2 separate regions of the Mus musculus genome follow, and region 1 is linked to region 2. The links are chromatin contacts, called in public promoter capture Hi-C maps. All regions are on one chromosome and are shown on one strand. Each heading gives the region's core, a stretch centred on a gene start, on an enhancer-like site or on the middle of the called end of the contact. The rest is flanking DNA. Distances are from core to core; before and after follow the strand shown. Region 1 overlaps Nsfl1c (NSFL1 (p97) cofactor (p47)). Region 2 holds the start of E130215H24Rik (RIKEN cDNA E130215H24 gene).

Evidence for each region. Promoter capture Hi-C pulls out the DNA fragments that hold promoters and counts their contacts.
Region 1: a contact with region 2 is called in a promoter capture Hi-C map of hippocampal neurons, with 2.4 times the contacts expected there. The contact joins the enhancer-like site here to the promoter of E130215H24Rik in region 2. A contact is called at or near these places in 6 of 39 promoter capture datasets (cranial neural crest, embryonic stem cells, hippocampal neurons and 2 more), 1 of 484 Hi-C or Micro-C datasets (the G1E-ER4 cell line), 1 of 115 datasets of contacts at active chromatin or transcription factors (embryonic stem cells) and 1 of 9 other capture datasets (adipose tissue).

Annotation. Positions count from the first base shown.
Region 1 is chr2:151,511,048-151,515,842 of GRCm38.p6, reverse strand. It overlaps Nsfl1c (NSFL1 (p97) cofactor (p47)), which reads right to left. Exons shown (of 10, transcript NM_198326.3): 10 at 4,533-4,795. The coding sequence ends at 4,774. Among named protein-coding and RNA genes, the nearest start is that of Gm52533, 5.1 kb to the left of the region's middle. Within about 2 kb of position 2,707, at least 24 of the 459 cell types and tissues checked have an H3K27ac peak or open chromatin away from gene starts, as enhancers often do. A contact at or near this core is called in hippocampal neurons, where this site is marked.
Region 2 is chr2:150,665,443-150,669,895 of GRCm38.p6, reverse strand. E130215H24Rik (RIKEN cDNA E130215H24 gene) reads right to left here and starts at 2,402. Exons shown (of 2, transcript NR_040331.1): 1 at 1,939-2,402; 2 at 964-1,435. It overlaps Acss1 (acyl-CoA synthetase short-chain family member 1), which reads left to right and starts at 1,656. Exons shown (of 14, transcript NM_080575.2): 1 at 1,656-2,011. The coding sequence starts at 1,699.

The DNA.
Region 1 (4,795 bases), core at 1,458-3,957, 850 kb before region 2:
GAAAGCCTATCCAAAAACAGAGGGCTCTTTGGGTTTTGGTCCAGGGTCCTGGGAGCACGTGCCTATACGCCCTTGGACAAGGCCAAATAAATTCCTGTCTGGCTGCTTGCTTTTTCCCCATTCCTCAATCCAAGGTCAGGCTTCCACACAGGCTTCTCAGTCCCTAGAGTAGTTAGTTCCCTAGAGTCCAGGCCAGCTGTCTATGGGCTATCCTGTACCCTTGGGAGGCTCTGTAGAGTCCTGGGGTCCAGACCTTCCTAGGCACCGAGTTCTCTCTGTGCCTACAACATCTCTCTCATACTAGGTTTGTGTGAGGCAAAGGCCTAGCTATCACTGACACCACCTCCAAATTCTCTAGCTGTCTCTAGGAGACCCCACTTCTTGGCCAAGGGGAAAGGAAATCTTGTTCCCCTTCCTTGGAGACCTAAAGCCTTTCAGCAACTTTGAAGAAAACTCTTCAATAAGTTGGCCTTGTTGTGGGATGAGAAATATCACATAACCCTTTCAATCTCTTTGCAAGCCCTGTGTGTGGACAGTACCTTACCTTGGGCTGTAGGGATGCTTGACCCTCTTTTGTCTAAGGGACCCAGTTTCTTCGTAGTCTCACAAGGTCACACTAAGCACCCCATTATAGTCTGTTCAGCTGGAACTCTCCTTGAGTCATGAAGGGTCTGCTCAGGGTAGAGAGGGCATGAGGATAAATGTATATGATGATCCTTGGTTTCAGTCTTAGTTCTGTTAGTATTACAGATAAGCCCTTGAGAAGGTTTCACCTCTCCAATTCTGTGCATCTACAGTTACTTATTGTATAAGGTACCTGATATTTATAAGGCACAGTTTCTCCCTGGATAAATATAATCAAAGCACTTGCCTCCTAAGTATTCAATTAAGGAGGTCATGCCTGCCCAAGTGCTCACACTAAGGGCTCAATAGATGGCAACTATACTCATTAGAAAGTTCTTCCTAGAGTCGAACATTTCACAGATCTCTTTAGTCCCCTCAGTGTAGGGACCACGATAATTTCTCTACTGAATGAGATACACAAAACTACAGAAGCTTAAGTGACTGCTTTAAGGTCATACCTAGCAGAAAATGGAACCTAAACTCAAAGCCAAATCTGCCTGTCTACACCACCTGTCTGCTAGATCTGGCTCTTATGGGAAAGTTTCTTCCCCCAACCCTAACTCTCTGCAGCTGTCTCTGCCTACTTCCCACCCTCACCCTTTCTCTCTAGGGTCTCTTTACACAGCGCTAGCTGTCTTGGAACTCACAATAGATTGCTCTGCCTCTGAGTACTGAGATTAAAGGCATGTACTACCATGTCCAGTGGCTTCCTCTTTTTCAAAAAAACCAATCTCCAGGCATCCTTTACCACCCAACTCTCAGGTGCTCTCTTCTAGACTCCTCCATACTCCCTTGCCATCACTGCCACCTCTGTCCTTTGGGCCTTTTTCACAGCAGAACAACCATGAAGTCTGGCTTTGCAGTACAACAGTGAATGGTTCAAATGTAGTTCTGCCCATTTTTCCATTGGAGGTAAAGTACAAAGTTAGTGTGAAAATAATGGCAGTAGCTGGCATTCTTTGTGGTAGCTCAAGTCCTGGCAACAACCTCAGGTTCTCAGTAGGCAGTAACTGGTAAGCCAGGTGCTGAAACATTCTCTTCACAGCATGTCTCACCTCCTAAGTTCATCTGGTTTTAGTCTGCATTTTTTTTTTAAACCATCTGCACAGAATGAAGCTAGAGTAACCAATGTTCTTTAAAAAGCTACCTCTCTGGCTGAGAGCCTACTGGGAAGATTGTGAGTGGGGGTGTATCCTTTACATAAGAATCTCAACTCCATTTCAATTTCATCTGCCCCACTACTGCTGAACATAGCCAGGTGTGGGTGAAGAATACCAAACACCCTGCCTTGGTAGAGGTTAGGCTCTAGTGAGGGCCAAAGTAAACACACACACAAATGGACAGTATATGTTGTATCAGGCAAGGAGCAAATAAACAGGCCAGAGAATGTCGGGGAGCTGATAGTAGTAGGCAGGAGCTGATCCTGCAAGGTCCCTTAGGAGTTTCCAGGCACAATCAAATGCACACAGGGCACTAGAGAATCAGGCCATAGCATATGGTTAATGTGGTGAAAGGAGCCCTCTGCTGGGTGAGACATGATGTTGGTTAAGGGCAGATCCATGGAATTACTGCTTACTCCACATGAGAGATGAAGGAAGCTGGCCAGGGAGCTAATGGCAAGTAGCACCTAGGTGGCATCGAGGGATAAAGGTACTGACACAGGGTCTACCAGGTTCCTTGGAGCAGCCACGAGGCCCAGCAGGTGCCAGAGAGGCTGCTGCCGTGTGGGGAAGGACTCAGTTCTCTTTAAGGGTGGCCACTGGGAGTCTGAGCATGCTCCAATGAGTATATGGGAAACACAAATTGGACTTGGAATAATTTGGGTGTATGCAGATCAAGGGTGGACCTGCGAGGAATGGGGATAGGAAGCAAGTGTGAAATCCCCAAATTATTAAAAATACCATATTGGGGGGAGGGGGGGGAGACAGAGCTACTGAGATTGATCATGTGCAAGATCTGGCTCAGACTGGGAACAGGTAAGATGCTTCGACCATGTGCTTTCTACCCTGCTTCTCAGGCTTGCTCTCTCTGAAAGGAGCTAGGAAGACAGTCAGACCATTAAAACAGAGCCACACCCATTTGTAAGAAGGAAGACCTTTTATTTGGGCCTGAGAAAGGGTCTCAGATAGTAGCTGTCTTGAATCTAGTGGTTAGAACAGAGCAGGTTAGAAAGAGGGAGCAGCAGGGGGCCTATGTTTGTACCAGTTGCTCTTAGTAAATTCCAAGTCACCCTGAAGAGTCTGGCGGAGAGGGGCATGCTCTATTGTATTGATGGCAGGAAACAGCTAGTGGTACTCTGGAAGGAACTGCGGCAGTATCATCTAAAGCCAAGAATGTGCTCAGTCCCTGCCTGCATGCTTCCTTCCTTCCTTCCATAATCATCTTCTAAGGAGGAAGAGATGTATATAACTCTACTTGTGAGTTGGTTGGTGTAGTAAGATCAAACATGTTTCTTTGAACAAGCTTGAACTGCACTTGTTAGAAAAGGCATCATGAAACCTGACATGGAGGTATAGTAACTTCCAGACCAGCCAGAGCAAACAGTGGGATCCTATCCCCCACAACAGGCATCATAATTAACTTACCTTTACTCTGGTGAATAAGAAGTACTCTTCCGACAGATCAAGACATGTCCAGGCATTGTAATGCATGCTAAGCACAGCCTACTTAGTTTCAAGTGATTCCCCTACTTGTCATGCAATGCTAGGATGATCCACAATGATGCAGTGGAGAACTGCCCTCAGTTCAACAGCCCTAGAGTATCTGATGAAAGCCCATCTGGGTGGACAGATGTTTCCACCTGAGCCTCCAGAACAGAAGCCTGAAGCTGGAAACAGCCTTCCTGGGCATGGAGCCCATTCTATGCAGTTCCTTTGGCTGTGGGCCAGGCACAGAACTGGGGCAAGTTCAAGCAGCTGCCATCCATATTTACTTCACAGGCAGGGGGAAAACCCAGGACCCTTTGCAAATCATTGAGGATGTAGGCAAAACCAGGTAGTGGAAGGGGCCTGAATTATGTAGGAAAGCCTGGGCATTAGAGCATGGTCCCAGGAACCTTGCCCATGCACCCTACCATTTGCCAAGTGTGACCTGGGCCCTGTGAAGTGCAGAAATAGAGGTGCTGCCAACTTCCTTCCAAGCAACTCAATATGCAGGACAAACTCTGTTGTCCTTGTTCTGTTTATAATGACCAATTTTGTTTTTCCAGATCTTTGGTTCCGGTGTAACCAATATGCCGGAGACGTTGCAACCCCAGGAGAACACTGTTTTCTAAGACCCTGTCTAAGGATGCTTCTTGGTAGCTCACAGTATCACATTGGCTCCTGGCTCTGGGCAGGGCAGGAAGCAGTACAGTAAAGGAGGCAGAAGAGGTTCTATCCAAGGTCCCTACTATCCTTTTTATGCCTTCAATGGTGGATGTCTTCACCAGGCTGGGATATGCCTGAAGCTGCTGCAAGTCAAAGGTCCGAAGGGCAGGGAACAAGTGTAAAACAGAACTTGCGTCCCAAAGCTACACGTTAACTATACATACCCAAATAAAATTGCTTCTCCACAGACTCTTGTGACCACCACTACAGTTAAAGGCACTCAAGATACATAAGACATTCATTCCCATATGTGTATCTGCTGCTAGCATTAGTGACATTTTCTGCTTTTTTCCTAGAAAAAGACACCTACCTGAACCCACTAAGGTTGTCATGTGCCACATCCAAAAGAAAACCCCTCTATTCTAGGAGGAATCCTCCACACAACCACCTGCAGCAGGAGGACCACAGCAGGAGATGATTATGTGTACACAGTGACTTTTACGCAGAGGATGAAAGCAAAGTCCCCTTACCACGCCCCAAGATAAGATTTTCTAGCAATCAATTACAGCTCCAGTGGGAATTTCTATATAACAGAATTGGTAGTATTTCTTCAAATTTTTGTGTTTTTTATTTTTTTTTCTTTAAAGTCCATTGATCATCACAAAAACCCAGGAAATACAACTAAAGAGAAAACAAATGTCCAACTGAAGTCTAAGAATCCAGAGCTACGGACGAGACGTGGCACTGGAAGGGCTAGGTGTGTACGGGGTGGGAGGAAATCCCCACGGGCATGGCCACAGTCATGGGAGACACTTAGGGAGGTGAGGCAACAGCTGGGCGGTTATGTTAACCGCTGCACGATG
Region 2 (4,453 bases), core at 1,153-3,652:
ACCAACCAAAAAAAAAAGAAGCAGCACACAGGGTTTCCTCAACACAGCCTTGGCATCTAGCCAGCCTGTCAAAGTATCACTTCTGCCATGTCCTCTGGAGTAAAGCTAGGAGGTCAGCTAGCCTGGATCTTCATCCTTTTAGAGGGTTATGCATGCTGACAGTAGAACTCAGGGCCTGTGCATGCTAGGCAGGTGTTTTGTCTCTGAGCCACACCCCCAACTCAGCTTCCACACCTCCAGCTCAGTCTCCTGGTCTTGGTGGAGCAGGAAATGCCGAGTACACACTGGAGGAGGAAGTGTTGGTGGGTATCTCTCAGACCACCTGGCAGAGTCTGCCCTTTCTCTTACCTATAGCTTTATGTGTTCAACTAAAATGTGCTCTTTTATAAGTCTCTTTTTATTAGCTTGAGTGCTTCCTTATTTATTCGAGCACTATGTAACCTTCTGTGTTCCATTGTTTTGTTTCTGGCCCTAGCCTAGCTTTTGGTTTGATTTGGTTTCTTAAGGTGGAGACTAGCAATGTTGTTCAGGCTACTCTCAAACTCATGGTCTCCAGGGTGTGATCTTTTTGCCTTGGACTCGTGAATAGCTGGGACCCCAGATGTGCACCACTGTGCCCACTTGCCTAACTTTTGAATTAAGGACAAGTGCTTGGCTGAGGGCAGGACATATGCCTGTGCTAGTTGTTGGCACCGCCTTCCTCCTCAGCAGCTTGCCCACAGTATCCCCTCCAAGGAAACTACCTATCTACAGCTGTCATTGCCAACAGGAAAAAGTCTTTGCCAGCCCGAAGAACTCCACAAACCAGTTTTCCAAAGTCTCCGACCTCTAGTGTTTATTTTTTTTATTATTTATTCACTTCTTAAGTATTTGGTAGAGACACATTTCTTTTTACTCTTGATTATTCAGTAACAAAAACTTGAACTTCATGACGGAGCTGATGGTCAACGAGGCCCAATGTGATATGGACATTGATTTATTCTTTCCCATAGCTTCCCACCACCTGGAATCAGCAAAGGGTCCCAAGGAAGTGGTACCTGCCCTGGCAGAGGTCAGCAGCTGGTAACCAAAATATTGTTACTGGACTCAGGCCTTCATAGCACCTCCTTTCCTGTTTGAAGGCCCCCAGGGTTGCTCATCAGCCCTTTAGCCCGCTGCGGGTGATTTATGTGTGTGTGGCATGGTTGTACAGGCCCACACCATTGGGAGAGGGCTTTACTCTCAGAAGGTCTCCTAAGGAGGAAAGCTTTGACTTCAATCTATGGTATGCTGAACCAACTGACGGTTCATCCACACCATCTGTGAGCTGCTTCGCTCTTATGACCACTTAGACGCGTTCCCAATCTTATCTCAGAGCGCTGCCTGTGTCCCAGGTCCGGAGGCTGGGCCAACCGTGTACTTGCAGCTTCTGTCGCCAGCCAGAAAGTTATTTGGTCTGTAAAAAGAGATCGCAGAAACCCAGGAAACTGAAGCCGAGAGCGCGGGCTAGCCCCGGACTGGGCGCACAACAAAACCTAGTTCTACCCACCTCCCGGAGTCCCTGTCCAGGAGGGAAGAGGTGGGAAGGGGCAGGCTCAAGGAAGCTGCTTCTCCGGGAGAGAAGTAGTGGGTGGTGGCCGCGGGGGCGGAGCCGGGGCGGGGCCGTGGAGACTCTTAGGGGCGCTCAGGCTACCGCACCCGCGTGGGGCGTCGGGCGAGATGGCGGCGCGCAGCCTCGGCAGCGGTGTGGGGCGACTGCTGCGTGGCCTGCAAGGGCGCTCTGGACAATCGGGGTGGTCACTGAGCGTGTCCCGCTCGACCGCCACCCGACTCCCGGGCTGCGTTCCTGCAGCAGCGCAACCAGGCTCGTACCCCGCGTTGAGCGCTCAGGCAGCCCAGGAGCCGGCCGCCTTCTGGGGGCCGCTGGCCCGTGACACACTAGTTTGGGACACTCCTTACCATACTGTCTGGGACTGTGACTTCAGGACGGGCAAGATCGGCTGGTTCCTGGGAGGCCAGTTGAATGTGTCTGGTGAGTGCCTTGCTGGGTCCAGCTCATTTTCGCCGAGACTCGGGAGGCTCCAGTCAGTAGCAGCTGCCCCCAGGCCTTGGCTCTTTTCTCCAGAATGCTTCACCACCCACCCTAATCCTTGGGTCACGTCACTTTGTTCTGTATTCCACCGGATCTAGAGACTGCAGCTGGCGAAGCAGCAGTTACCCTCCCAAGTCTGCAGCGCTGTCTCTAGCGGGAAACTGGGGATACCCGGTTTAACCTCAGAGTGTTCTACCCTAACACAGATTCTAGGGGGCTTTGTCTTCAGACACAAAGCTTAGGACCCCAGATAGGCCTAGATGGAGAGAGCCCATGCTCCAAGAGTCCAGGCTTTTCTGACTCAGGGCCCCCAGATCAGCAGGGTAAACGCAAAGTACATAGGTTGCTATCGGCAACTGCAGGTGCTAGGGCTCGAGGCTCCCCTGAGGACAAACCTTGCAGTGTAAACAGAGCTTGGTGGGTGCAGGAAGAAGAAAGTGTCAGCCCCTGGGAGGGAACTGCTTATCTCCTCCGGTTGGGGTATGTGGGCAGGAAGTTCTCGGTCTAAGAACTGCACCCCAAAAACAAACGTCTACAGTGTCAAAGGCAGGTGTAACTTCAGCTCTCCGGAGTCTGAGTCAAGAGGAGCTGAACTCAAAGCCAGCTTGGACTATGTACCAGCCTCCCCCTTGATCTCTAAACGAGACACATCAGTCACTCTAGCTGTCAGTTTTCTGATGAGCCCGGATTCTGCTGAGGGTGGAGGCAGGGAAACACACGGAGGAGCCGAGAACTGAAGGAGGGGTTGGACTGAGAGGGGCTGGACAGACAGGCTGTGTCTCTGGTGCACAGCAGAGGGTTGGGAACTTTTGCATTCCTGTGGGATGGGAGCGAGGGTTGGATGGGTCAGAGATGCGTAAGGGACGAACTGAAGGTCTTTAAGACGAGGTGGCAGGTGATGCTTTGTTTAAGGACCAAAGTTAGAGGTGGAATCTGGTGTCTGCAGTTTCACTACCTCTTCAGCTTTGGTGCGTCTCAATCGCCCCATTTGTAAAATGAGAAAGCAATACTCACCTCTTATGCTGTCTGTACCGCAGTGCTGGGGGTGGGGATACAGTAACCTGTCCAGGCTTACTGGTGATCAATAAGCTGTAGCAGTTCTGATTTAATATATTCAGAAATTATAGGGTCTGTTTTTATTTATTTATTTATTTATTTATTTATTTATTTATTTATTTATTATATGTAAGTACACTGTAGCTGTCTTCAGATACTCCAGAAGAGGGCATCAGATTTCATTACGGATGGTTGTGAGCCACCATGTGGTTGCTGGGATTTGAACTCGGGAACTTCGAAAGAGCAGTCAGCGCTCTTAACCACTGAGCCATCTTGCCAGCCCCCTGTTCTTTTTTTAAAGCACAAAACTTTAAAGAAACTTTGGACAAGTCATTTTTCCCCCGTATATTATATCACTTGACAAGTTTAATCTAAATGAGTCTTTTACTAGATAAGTGTTGCCTTTAGACTTGAGTCAGCAAATTCTTCAACTTGGGTTAAGAAGTTCTTGCGTTTGCAGAAAGTGTCCTTCAAGTGAGTATAGCAGTTTGCAGAAGGAAGGGGGCAGAAAGTGTGCGGCTTCTTTGGAAACCTCTCCTCCCTTAAGAGGTCAAGGCCGCTGGGACGACCAAGCTTGTAGCTGATAAGAAGTGGTATCAGCCTTATGGTGAGGCTTGGGTGTGGTCTTCTAGGAATTCTCTGGCCTCTATTCTTCTACTATTAGAGCTGTGTGAGCCAGACAGAGTTTGAACTTCGCCAAACTGACATGCAAGAAAGCAGCTTCTCCAAATGTCTGGCTTCCTATCTGTCAGCAGCATCTTTGCCCTTTGCCCGTTTCTGCAACCTCCAGGGGTTACAGTGTGAACAGGGAACAGACCGACTGCAGCTGCTCTGGGAGCCACTTAGAGAGTTGTTAAGTCATTGGGCTGTTTAGGCCTGATCTGTTTATGTGTGATAATGACAACTTGTTCCAAAAATTTGAGTGGCACTATTATCCTTCCAGTGATCTTCAGGCTAATGCTTTTCAAAGGTCCAGACCAATGCTGCTGGACCAGGAAGCTTTTAGAGATGCAAATTCGGGGGCCCACTCTAGACTCTTAGGTTTAGAAACCCCGTGGCTGGGTGTCTTCCAGCTGTGATTGACAGGCCCTGCAGGTGCTTGGCACAGCACACACAGCACAGTTTGGTGGTTTCAGCTGGGTCTTTTGGGCTACACTGAGGTCTTAATTCTTACTTCATTGCATTTCACATGTTTCCTTATATTTGACCTAAAGAGAGCAGTGTGTCCTGGAATATTATTGTAGTTACCATTGTTCCATACTCTAATTTAGCTGTACTGCTGGATAATGACCCTTTTATTATCCTGAGGTCTTAGGTCAGGACTCT